Linked DNA regions of Ostrinia nubilalis: region 1 is linked to region 2. Evidence: chromatin contacts called from public Hi-C data. All regions are on one chromosome and are shown on one strand. Each heading gives the region's core, a stretch centred on a gene start, on an enhancer-like site or on the middle of the called end of the contact. The rest is flanking DNA. Distances are from core to core; before and after follow the strand shown.

What was found. Hi-C and Micro-C count contacts between places; a contact is called where the count stands out from the background.
Region 1: a contact with region 2 is called in a Hi-C map of whole larva, with 2.8 times the contacts expected there. The contact joins the promoter of LOC135073850 here to the promoter of LOC135073835 in region 2. A contact is called at or near these places in 2 of 5 Hi-C or Micro-C datasets (whole body and whole larva).

What each region holds. Positions count from the first base shown.
Region 1 is chr8:7,382,624-7,387,462 of ilOstNubi1.1, reverse strand. It overlaps LOC135073850 (guanine nucleotide-binding protein G(q) subunit alpha), which reads left to right and starts at 3,271. Exons shown (of 9, transcript XM_063968071.1): 1 at 3,271-3,556; 2 at 4,036-4,239. The coding sequence starts at 4,122.
Region 2 is chr8:7,170,542-7,175,338 of ilOstNubi1.1, reverse strand. LOC135073835 (acidic leucine-rich nuclear phosphoprotein 32 family member A) reads right to left here and starts at 3,531. Exons shown (of 7, transcript XM_063968039.1): 1 at 3,347-3,531; 2 at 1,177-1,553; 3 at 987-1,066; 4 at 487-624; 5 at 91-156. The coding sequence starts at 3,394.

The DNA of each region.
Region 1 (4,839 bases), core at 2,022-4,521, 210 kb before region 2:
CAGCTTTTGCATATAGCGGTATGCTTTAGGGGACCGTTTAAATATAGCCAAAGCATATATTTTGTTGGCTAAAGTCCACCTTTTTCCTTGTGACTTTTTTTTGTTATTCTGCACTACATCCTTTACTAACGATGTCAGCACTTCCGAATCTAACTTGTCTAAATTCACTCTTGACTTCGCTATATTCCTTATTGTTTTTTTTGCATTTTGTAACTGTCGCCAAAGCCTCTTCTCTTTAATTGTAAATGTTGATGAAGTGTCTGTAATAAAAACATTTCCATTAGTAAAAAAAACAACATTAAAGCAAATTGAATTGAATATTGGTTAATTAATCAGCAATTTTACTTAGTTTTTTAAATTATGTATGTTTTATCTTACCTTTCATTTCAATGTTTTTCTTAGGTCTTTTATAACTGTGGACTAATATTTCTGCCTGTGCATCTTGATGGCAAATGGTTTTATCATCTGAAATATTATAAATATGCAAATTAGTTTAAAATTTATTTTGTTGTTTTATGAAACATATTATTTCCAAATCAATCAATCATTATCAAGTTTTAAAAAAAATGCAAAGACAGAATAATGATAGCTCTTCTCATAAAATATGAAGCGTGGACCCACCTTCAATAACAATGACATAATATTAAATTAAAGGCATTTAGAGGTTTTAATGTTCTGCATTCTGGATGCGGTCTGCGGGTATGTCAAGACAATCTGTAAGTGGTCGTGATAAGGCAATCAGTCACGTGTGCTTTGCGTTCTTTGTTCGTATCCGCACGGTCAAATCGCATTAATATAAAATGTACAGAAACCTAGAATGTTGTACATATAAGTTCATTTTGACCTGACTGCAGACTGCAGAACGCATCCAGGGTGGCATTCTTTAGTTTGAGGGAAGGCATATTTTAGAAGGTAAATAATTAGTTTGTACACTTACCATGAGTAATGGGTTTATAGGTCATATGTTCTGGTGCATTGGAAGTAGAAGGAAGAGGTTCAAAAGTTGTTTTCGCAGAAATACCAGAATCTGGTATATCCACAGCTCCCAAACATGTTGAATTTAGTTGTTTGGTTGTAGTTGTAAGGGGAACTGAAAGCAGATAATGAAATGTGAATTGGGTAATAAAATGTCATGTTCTTTTCTTACCCAACTTTAGGGTACAATCAGTCTAGTACATGTCTTGCTCACATTAAAAATTACTAGCTTATAAATATTATTAAACTAGCTGACCTGGCTAATTAATGTAGATTGCCTAAAATTTTTCAAATTGGTCCGGTACTTTTTTTGAAGAATTTGTATTACACAAATTACTAAAGTCCCTCTAACTCAACACACATTCTAAGCTAAATTGTGTTACGAGTGGGTTTACTACAATATTCAAGCTGTGGGGTTCTAACCCGCACTTTAGGCTATCTTGGCTTCGAGTTACGGAGCCGATCAAATACAAACAAACAATTAAATATTTCCTTTTTATATTATTAGTATAATTTTAGATAAACATACCTCGTTCAACTGGATTTGACTTCTTTGGAATGCAATATGAATGATCATAAAGAACTGTAACAAAGTATAGATATAATTAATAATTGAAATTATATATTATTTATTGATAAGCGTACAACACATGTTTGTGGTTACAAAGAAAGAACCTTGTTAAATTGCAATCGGTTGGTTTGTTTTGGAAACCAAAGAAAATTAATTAAGACATCTAAATAATTCAGAAAAATTGATAGATAGTAAATTAAATTTAAAAAAAATAATTGAAGTCATCATCATACCTGTCTTGAGGTTTTCTTTATTGGAGTCTTTTACATGAAGAGGAAACTCTGTCAAAACTTCATCTGGCAAGATGGGATTGCTCAATTCCAGTGTTGGAATAGCTGAGTTCTTCAGCCGAGTTCCTTTGGCATTGAAGGATTCAGGAGTGAAGTGCCCACCACAAACAAACTTCAGTTGGTGTAACTTTTCAATAGGTACATATGCTAAGTCTTCTATGCCAGCATTTTTAACCCACATTCGACAACTGAAATAAGAAATACCTATTAGAAAAGAAAAAGAATAACAAACTGAAATTTATTCATCAACTAATTTCTTTTAGTATTGTTATGCAATTCATTTACAGAGTACGAAACAAAATACTGAAATTAAAAATTGGTTATGGTTATTTACTGTATGATTAAAAATATTAATCCCAGCCTTTAAGTTTACACAATCAGTAAAATTATCTTGTAATAAATGAGTGTTATTAGAAACTTACCGGTCAGAATCCAGAGGAAAACTACTCAAAAGTAAGGGTGATCCACCACGACTTCCCCTCTTATTACAAATAACGCACTTCTTGTTGTTTCTACTCTCCATTATCAGTAGAAGCCTAAAATGAAATAGGTATTAATTAAACAAAGCCTATAATTTCTCTCCAACCAGTGTCAATGCCCTGGTTCATGCATTTACCAGTTTTGATAGTACATTTACATTTTCATCACATAGGGTTGTTTTTAATGAAAAATAGATTTGTAATAGATCTAATATTTCAAGTAAGTAGATAACATACCCATTAAACAGAAAAGTAAATAAGAGTTTAAACTTCTGTAGAAGTTGAAACACAGCTTATTTAAAAGAGTCTCTATCTCACAAAAAACATAACACTGAACAGCAAACTTTATCACGCCCGATACGGAGGAACTTAATCAACTCAACGTAAACGACAGAAAAGTTTATTTACAGTAATATTGCACCAAATCTGAAAAAATAACTTCACACGAATCAATTCGCCGGTTTAAAACTCAAACTCAATTGACAGACATTTTTTTTCATTTGTCAAACTAACAATACTACCAACATAAGGACACTAACAATTATTTTTAGTATGGTGGTATTGATCCGCGGGTTCCCCTGCTATAGTGAAATCAATCCAAAATGCACTTTATTACTTAAGGGATAAGGTTGTATATCAATTGCTACATATAGAGACTAGTTTTTGTATGAGAAGTGTCTACCCACTGGCATAGACAGCCAACTGTTTTGTTTTTTCTGTCGGCTCCGTCGCTAATGTGATCAAGGAATACGTCGTGATGCTGCTAAAATATATTTATCGGTCATTTAATTTATTTAATTATTTAAATAAAATACTGAATTTAATCTCTAAATTCTCAAAAATATACTTTAATTTATAAATTAAAAATTAAAACGTAGTAATGATAAAAATCACTTCAAAAAATGATGAATGAAATAAAGTTGAATGACAACTGACAGATAATCTGTCATTAAATTTGATGAACATGGGAATTAAATTCAATTTTCGTCTTCAATTAATCAAAATTTACATTTACTGAATTAATTTTCGCATTTTAGCAGTTTTTTAAAATCCACCCTGAATTCCAGACAACTATTTTTTATTTGCTAATACTCTTACAACGCACGCGCAGAACATCTATCGCCCGAAATTTCCCAGCGCCATATTGAGAGGCGGACGTTGTATGACTTGAGTGATTAATCGTGGTTAGTGCAATAAATTGAAGTGGAACAGTTGATCGTGCCCTATGGATATACATTTGGGTACGTAATAAGTTAAAAAATGCAAAAACAGTGCCTCAAATATCGTGCAGTGAGCCTTGGCGAGTCACATCGTAACCTAGACATAGGCCGTTCTAGTTATCAGTAGATTACCTAGGTATCATCAATCCGCTGTTTGCTTACAGTTTTAATCTTATTAATACACACGTGTGGTGAATAGCCATAGGTTTCTTGAATCTAGTTACATTAACGAGATTATACGATCGCTCCGCAAGGTTCCACGGTCGTATATAAACGGATTTCGAAGTGTTTATGTCGGCAGTTGACAGAAGCGTTTATGTATATGACCGATCATAAGTCACCACACCCAGTGACCGCCGGATTGTCGGTTTTAGTATAAAATAGTTCTTAGTTCGGATGATTGTTCGCGCGTCGTCGCGTCGGTGCGTGAAATAGTGCGAAATGGTGGTTTTCGTGACACGTAAAGTGAGATGAGAGTGTAATTGTAATATAATTTCTAGGAGTGGTGTGCCTCGGTTGAAAGGCCTGCCGAAAGGACAGGGCTCCGCGCGCGAGGACGGATTGCGGCCCTCCGCTCTGAGGAATCATGGAGTGTTGCATGTCAGAAGAAGCCAAAGAACAGAAAAGAATCAATCAAGAGATAGAGCGGCAACTCCGAAAGGACAAACGCGATGCCAGGAGAGAACTCAAACTGCTACTGCTTGGTGAGTCTTTTTCTAGCTATGTTACTATTTTCAGACACTATTTTCCATGTTGGACATGGTACCCAAAGTTAAATTTCTTTACTAACCTCAAACAGGTTATCATTGGTATGGCAGATTTAGTGCATCCAATACTAAGCTAATTATTACTTACCAGATGAATAAGCATAATAGAGTAGTACTTGATATTTTTGAGAAATGCAACATACCGACTAACCATAAAAATAATTTTGCTTACAGTACATTAATAAATTATTACCAAGCTGAAAACTTATTTTATAGGGCTTTACAAATCCAATTTAATGTTGCAAATTATGTCAGTTTTTTGTCTGAAAAACTGTAATATTTTTGACGTAAATTCAATAGTTATTTTCGCAATCAAATATCTGCTAGAACAAAGTGTGATTTATTGAACCAATAAATATGCCTACTTTGCTTGTAAATCTGCACGGAAGAGGAAAAAGTGGGTTGACCCCAGTTAAACTTGACAAATAATTATGGCTGCTGATCTGATGAGTCTGTACGCTTATCTATCTTTGAAGTGTTTACCTTATCTGTAGAGTAACATTCAAATAACTTGATTTCCCTATTAAGAAATGCATA
Region 2 (4,797 bases), core at 2,282-4,781:
TTCCTGGACTTCCTGTCATGATAGAATAAAGTCAGTATTTCAGACAATATGGCAGAGTTCAATGGCTGAAATAAATAAATAAGTTCTTACCAAGATTATCATTGTAGACGGCACTGAGTGAAATGTCTTCATCTTCCTCATCCTCAACATCAGAACCTGAAAAGAAAGATATAATAAGCATAAATATTTGTTTATTAAAGTTTCTCAATAGAGTAGTTGCCCCCATTGCTTAGACTTCACTCAATTGACTTCAATTTTAAAGTACACACCTGAAGTCTCAAAAAAAAAGGATGGGGTATATTCAGAGATTAGAGAGGGACAGTTACGTTTTGTAAATGTGTACATACACACCTAAAATTCTTATCAGTATTTTTATTTAGGTCAATACTGAGTTAATTAACATTGTTACACTGTCAGTACAATCTTTTATGGGTAATCATCAGTTAACAAACACATAACAAGCATCAGAAAAAATGCGATGCTTACGTCTCATGAGATAACCCATGTGGAATAGTAGCCCATACACACTGTATAATACCATTGGGAAGGTGGTTCTGTCCTCCGCTGGTCTTTCCGTTATGCTATCGTCATCTATCACCAGTGAACCCAAATCTATGTCCAAATCTGTAACGCAGTATAAAATTTGGAAGACCCAATGGTGTTATACAATAGCTATAGTAAAGCTACTACAGACAAGAGAGCAAGCTATGGAATGATGTTGGTTTTTATGATACATAAATCTTATTTTACCAATGTTTTTATGACACACAAGTTCTATTTACCAAATTAATTAATGGAGTTTAGAATTTTTTATGATTATATTTCTTCATATTTCAGATTAAAAAAATAATAAAATTAAATCAGATACAGCTAGGAGTATTTTGCTGTCAAATAATTAAATGTTGCAGACATTTAAAGTAATTTGTGGCTGCCAGCAGTACCAAGACCATTTTATCAGTAGACAGAATTTCCTTATTAATACTTACTCTCTTCGTCACTATCATTGTTTCCATTCAATTCGTCTTCTTCTTCACTGTCCTCAACTTCACCATCGTCTTTGTCAAATCTGGAATGATAAAATATAAATACATTCATAAAAATAGTCACAGAAAGTATCAAGGGGATTAATGTTATTCTTATTATTGTATTTAAGTATGTGTTATGATATGAACTTACCCATCCAAATATTTTAATGATGGATGTAAACCGAACACCTTACTCCTGTAGTCGTCGATACCTGTGACTTCATTGTTGAAAAGATCAAGATTCTTCAGATACTCAAACTCTTCCAGGGGTTTCAGTGTTTCTAAATCTTTGATTTTGTTCCCCGATAGGTTCAGGTGTGTCAACTTCTTGCAGCCATTGAGGAAATTGAGGCCATTGGATATTCTGTTGTCAGAGAGTTCCAGCTTCCTGAGTTTTGGAAGTGTTGGGAAACCTTTGAGGGTTGTGAGTCCAACATTATTCAGGCTTAGTATTTCCAAGTTGGTGTACTCATCTGTGAGGCCGATGATGTTGGTGCTTCTACAGTTGTCCAGATTCAACTCTTTCACCTGAAATAGAAGCATTTTTTGGATTTTAGAAAATGGAGCATTGCTACATGGGTTTACTACATGCTGTTGAGTATTTATAAGAATATCAAAATTATTATGTTTTTGGTTTATTATTCCTTCAACAAGGTAATAATAATTACAGGACTAAGTGAAACAGTCAAAAAGCTCAAACTTCAAATTCATATACTTAATATGATTCCTCCTAAGATTGATATAATTAAAATTCTAAAAATTAATTTATGCATCTAGTCAACTACTTAGCTATAACGCCGTTTCGTAATATGGGGCTTAAATATTGCTTAAATGCTGATCCTAATACATTATAGTGTCAATTATTGCTTTAGTTAAATATGGTAGGTAGGTCATAGGTAGTTGTTGAGACTTGTGATGTGATAATCCGACAGCATGGACTTATCATAGCTAGAGTAGGTACATAATAAAGTACCTAGGTAGGTACGTATTTATACCTACTTAACAACAGTGTTTCGAGCATGTTTCCAGAACATACAAAGATCTGTATACGTCGGTTTTTGAAAGTGGATTCAATATATAAAAATATGGTAGGATTTTACGACGAAAAAGGGCTCGAATTGGTAAAGAATTTCGATTAATTGATAAAATAAGTATTGAAACTGGCTTGATGGTTATTTTTATTGATAGTAGAGCGAGAAACGTCAAAATGGTGTGAGTTGTCAAAGCGACTGGCGCAGTTGCTAAAATCTGAGAAATGAGTGTCTTTTTTCGAGAAATATTGATTGAAATATCAATGGGATGTGTTCGTGAAGCTATTTATACCACAATATGTTATTTATGTGTTGTATTTTGCGTATAGAGTTGAAATCGTTTTCGTTTTGCAATGGCGGATGACACGAATCATCGCGACGCAATAAAAATGGCCGCTGTATGTATTGGTAAGGCGTGCGTCAATGACTGCAGACAAAAATGTGCTAATAGAATGAGATAAACTCTTCAAAAAGCTATCTACATAAAAATCTTATGTCTTAATTAAATTCATTGATCTAACGCACTTCAATCGTAGTTATTGCGGATAAAATAACAAGTAGAGTGAAAGGGCGCGAAATTATGCCGAACACCTAGTTAGTTTAGAATAGAAACCCTTGCGGTAGCAATGTGGATATAATTAAATGAACTGTATAGATTTATTGTAATGTTGTTCACGCTTAATTTAGAGAAGATAGACACGATAAATTGGCTTCACAAAAATGTATTGACATTGACAAGCCATAATCAATGAGCCCTATTTTTGAAATGCAATAGGGTTTCGGTGATGATTACTACTTTAATTTCACATTATGAAGTGAAATCAATAGAATTCAGACAATTTAATTTACTGTTTTACAGATTAGGATCATAAATAGGTCTAATCCACGTAAATTCGTACGTTTCGACACTTAACCTCAATATGTGAATATTTACAAAAGAAATGATTCCACCTGCTAAAGAACCTCACATGAGTGTTCTCTGATTATGGGTCATAAGCCTAAACTAGTAGTATTATCAGAACTTTACAAATATGTAAAATACATCTGTAATAAATATGTGCACATGAATGAAACGTAACAGTCGGTAATGGCCAATTTTCTGTATACAATAGCGCCACATATCCAATTAGGAAATGGATTTACATACTTGATTCACGAAATATCATGAAGAACCCACAAAAACAACCATCTATTGAAAGTATTCCCATTTTTTACGTATTACATCTATGTACCTGACGAAATACGTATCGACAAAACATTCCAATTTATCGGAAAATAGAGAATAATTACCTGTGAAGGATTCCTTCCTCTTAGCTCCAAGGCGACCCTCTTTTCCATCTTGTGGATTTTGGTATTTTACACTTTATTTCACTTCTCAAACGCTTTTACAATATTTCTCAAGGAACTATTCACTAAGCTTGGGTTTCAAAACAGAAGGAAACTATAGATACACGAGTGACGTCGCGCTTGTGGCGCTGTCTGGTGGCAAAATATGGCAACCGGAAGTACAGTCATTGAGTGTCTTAATATCTCAAAAGATAACATTTGAAACCATACATTAATAGTAAATTCTATAAATTGGTATAAATAATTTAAAAATAAATTTTAAACTATAGTTTTTAGTTTATTTACTCCTTTAAATTAAGTTTGGTTCACTTTTACCAGACCCTCTTATGGTTGTGTTGGTAGTATTACGCAGTTGGCAGCTTTGACCGCTGCTTGGCGGGATTTATAAACAAATTGTGTTCCTGGTATTGTGGCAAGTAGGTAGAGCAAGTGCCCAGGACGTGGACCCAGGAATATTTTAGCAAAGTTTTCAGAATAATGAATTGAACGTTTAGATATTATTTTACTTCATCGGTTTTACAAACTACTGTTTTAGAATAAATACCACGTTGAGTTAAAAAATGTTTTCCAAAATTAATACAGACTTGTAAAAATGACTTTTTTCACAATGTACCTAATTACCTAATAATAAATAATTGAAGAAACAAAATTACTAAAACTTGACAGTAATTATGGCAAATGATGCATCTTTGTATGAAAAAAAATTAAGTAAGTATTAATTTAAAAGTAGGTAAGTAAGTACCTTGGGAGGAACAGTGGTCGACAGCAAAATATGTCATACTAAATTAACTTAAAAAAAAGAAGTTGTGTATGAAATAAAATTCCACTCATTTTGTGACTGTGTAAAAATACCACGTTGACCACCGAGCGAGTGTTTGTTCCTCAAGGCAGTCAGTCAGTTTTTTTGTCAGCAAAATAAAATAACCGTACAATAGTAACTATTGCTAGGTGATTTATTATCTGTATTTAGGTAAGAATGTAATAAATACGAGGGTGGTCTGAAAAGTTTCCGACCTAACATAGATACAAGATTTTTTTTCTTAAAATTTATTTTTATTTTTCTACATAGTCTCATCTACAGTAATTAGTCGGCGCCAAAACTCGGATTTATTGCGCCTAAACTGCGCCAACAGAGCATTGGAAATGTTCATTCGAACACGTCGTTGGTCTGACGTTAGCAAACGCGGCACCCAACGCGCGGACAGCTTTCCCATGCCTAAATCTTGATTTAATATGTGACAAACACGTTCTTTGGACATTTTCATTGCCTCTGCTATCTCTCTCACTTTAATTCGGCGGTCGTCTAACACCATTTGGTGAACTTTAGCGATGTTATCGTCAGTAGTTACAGTTTTTGGACGTCCCGAACGTTCATCATCTCCCAAGCTCTTACG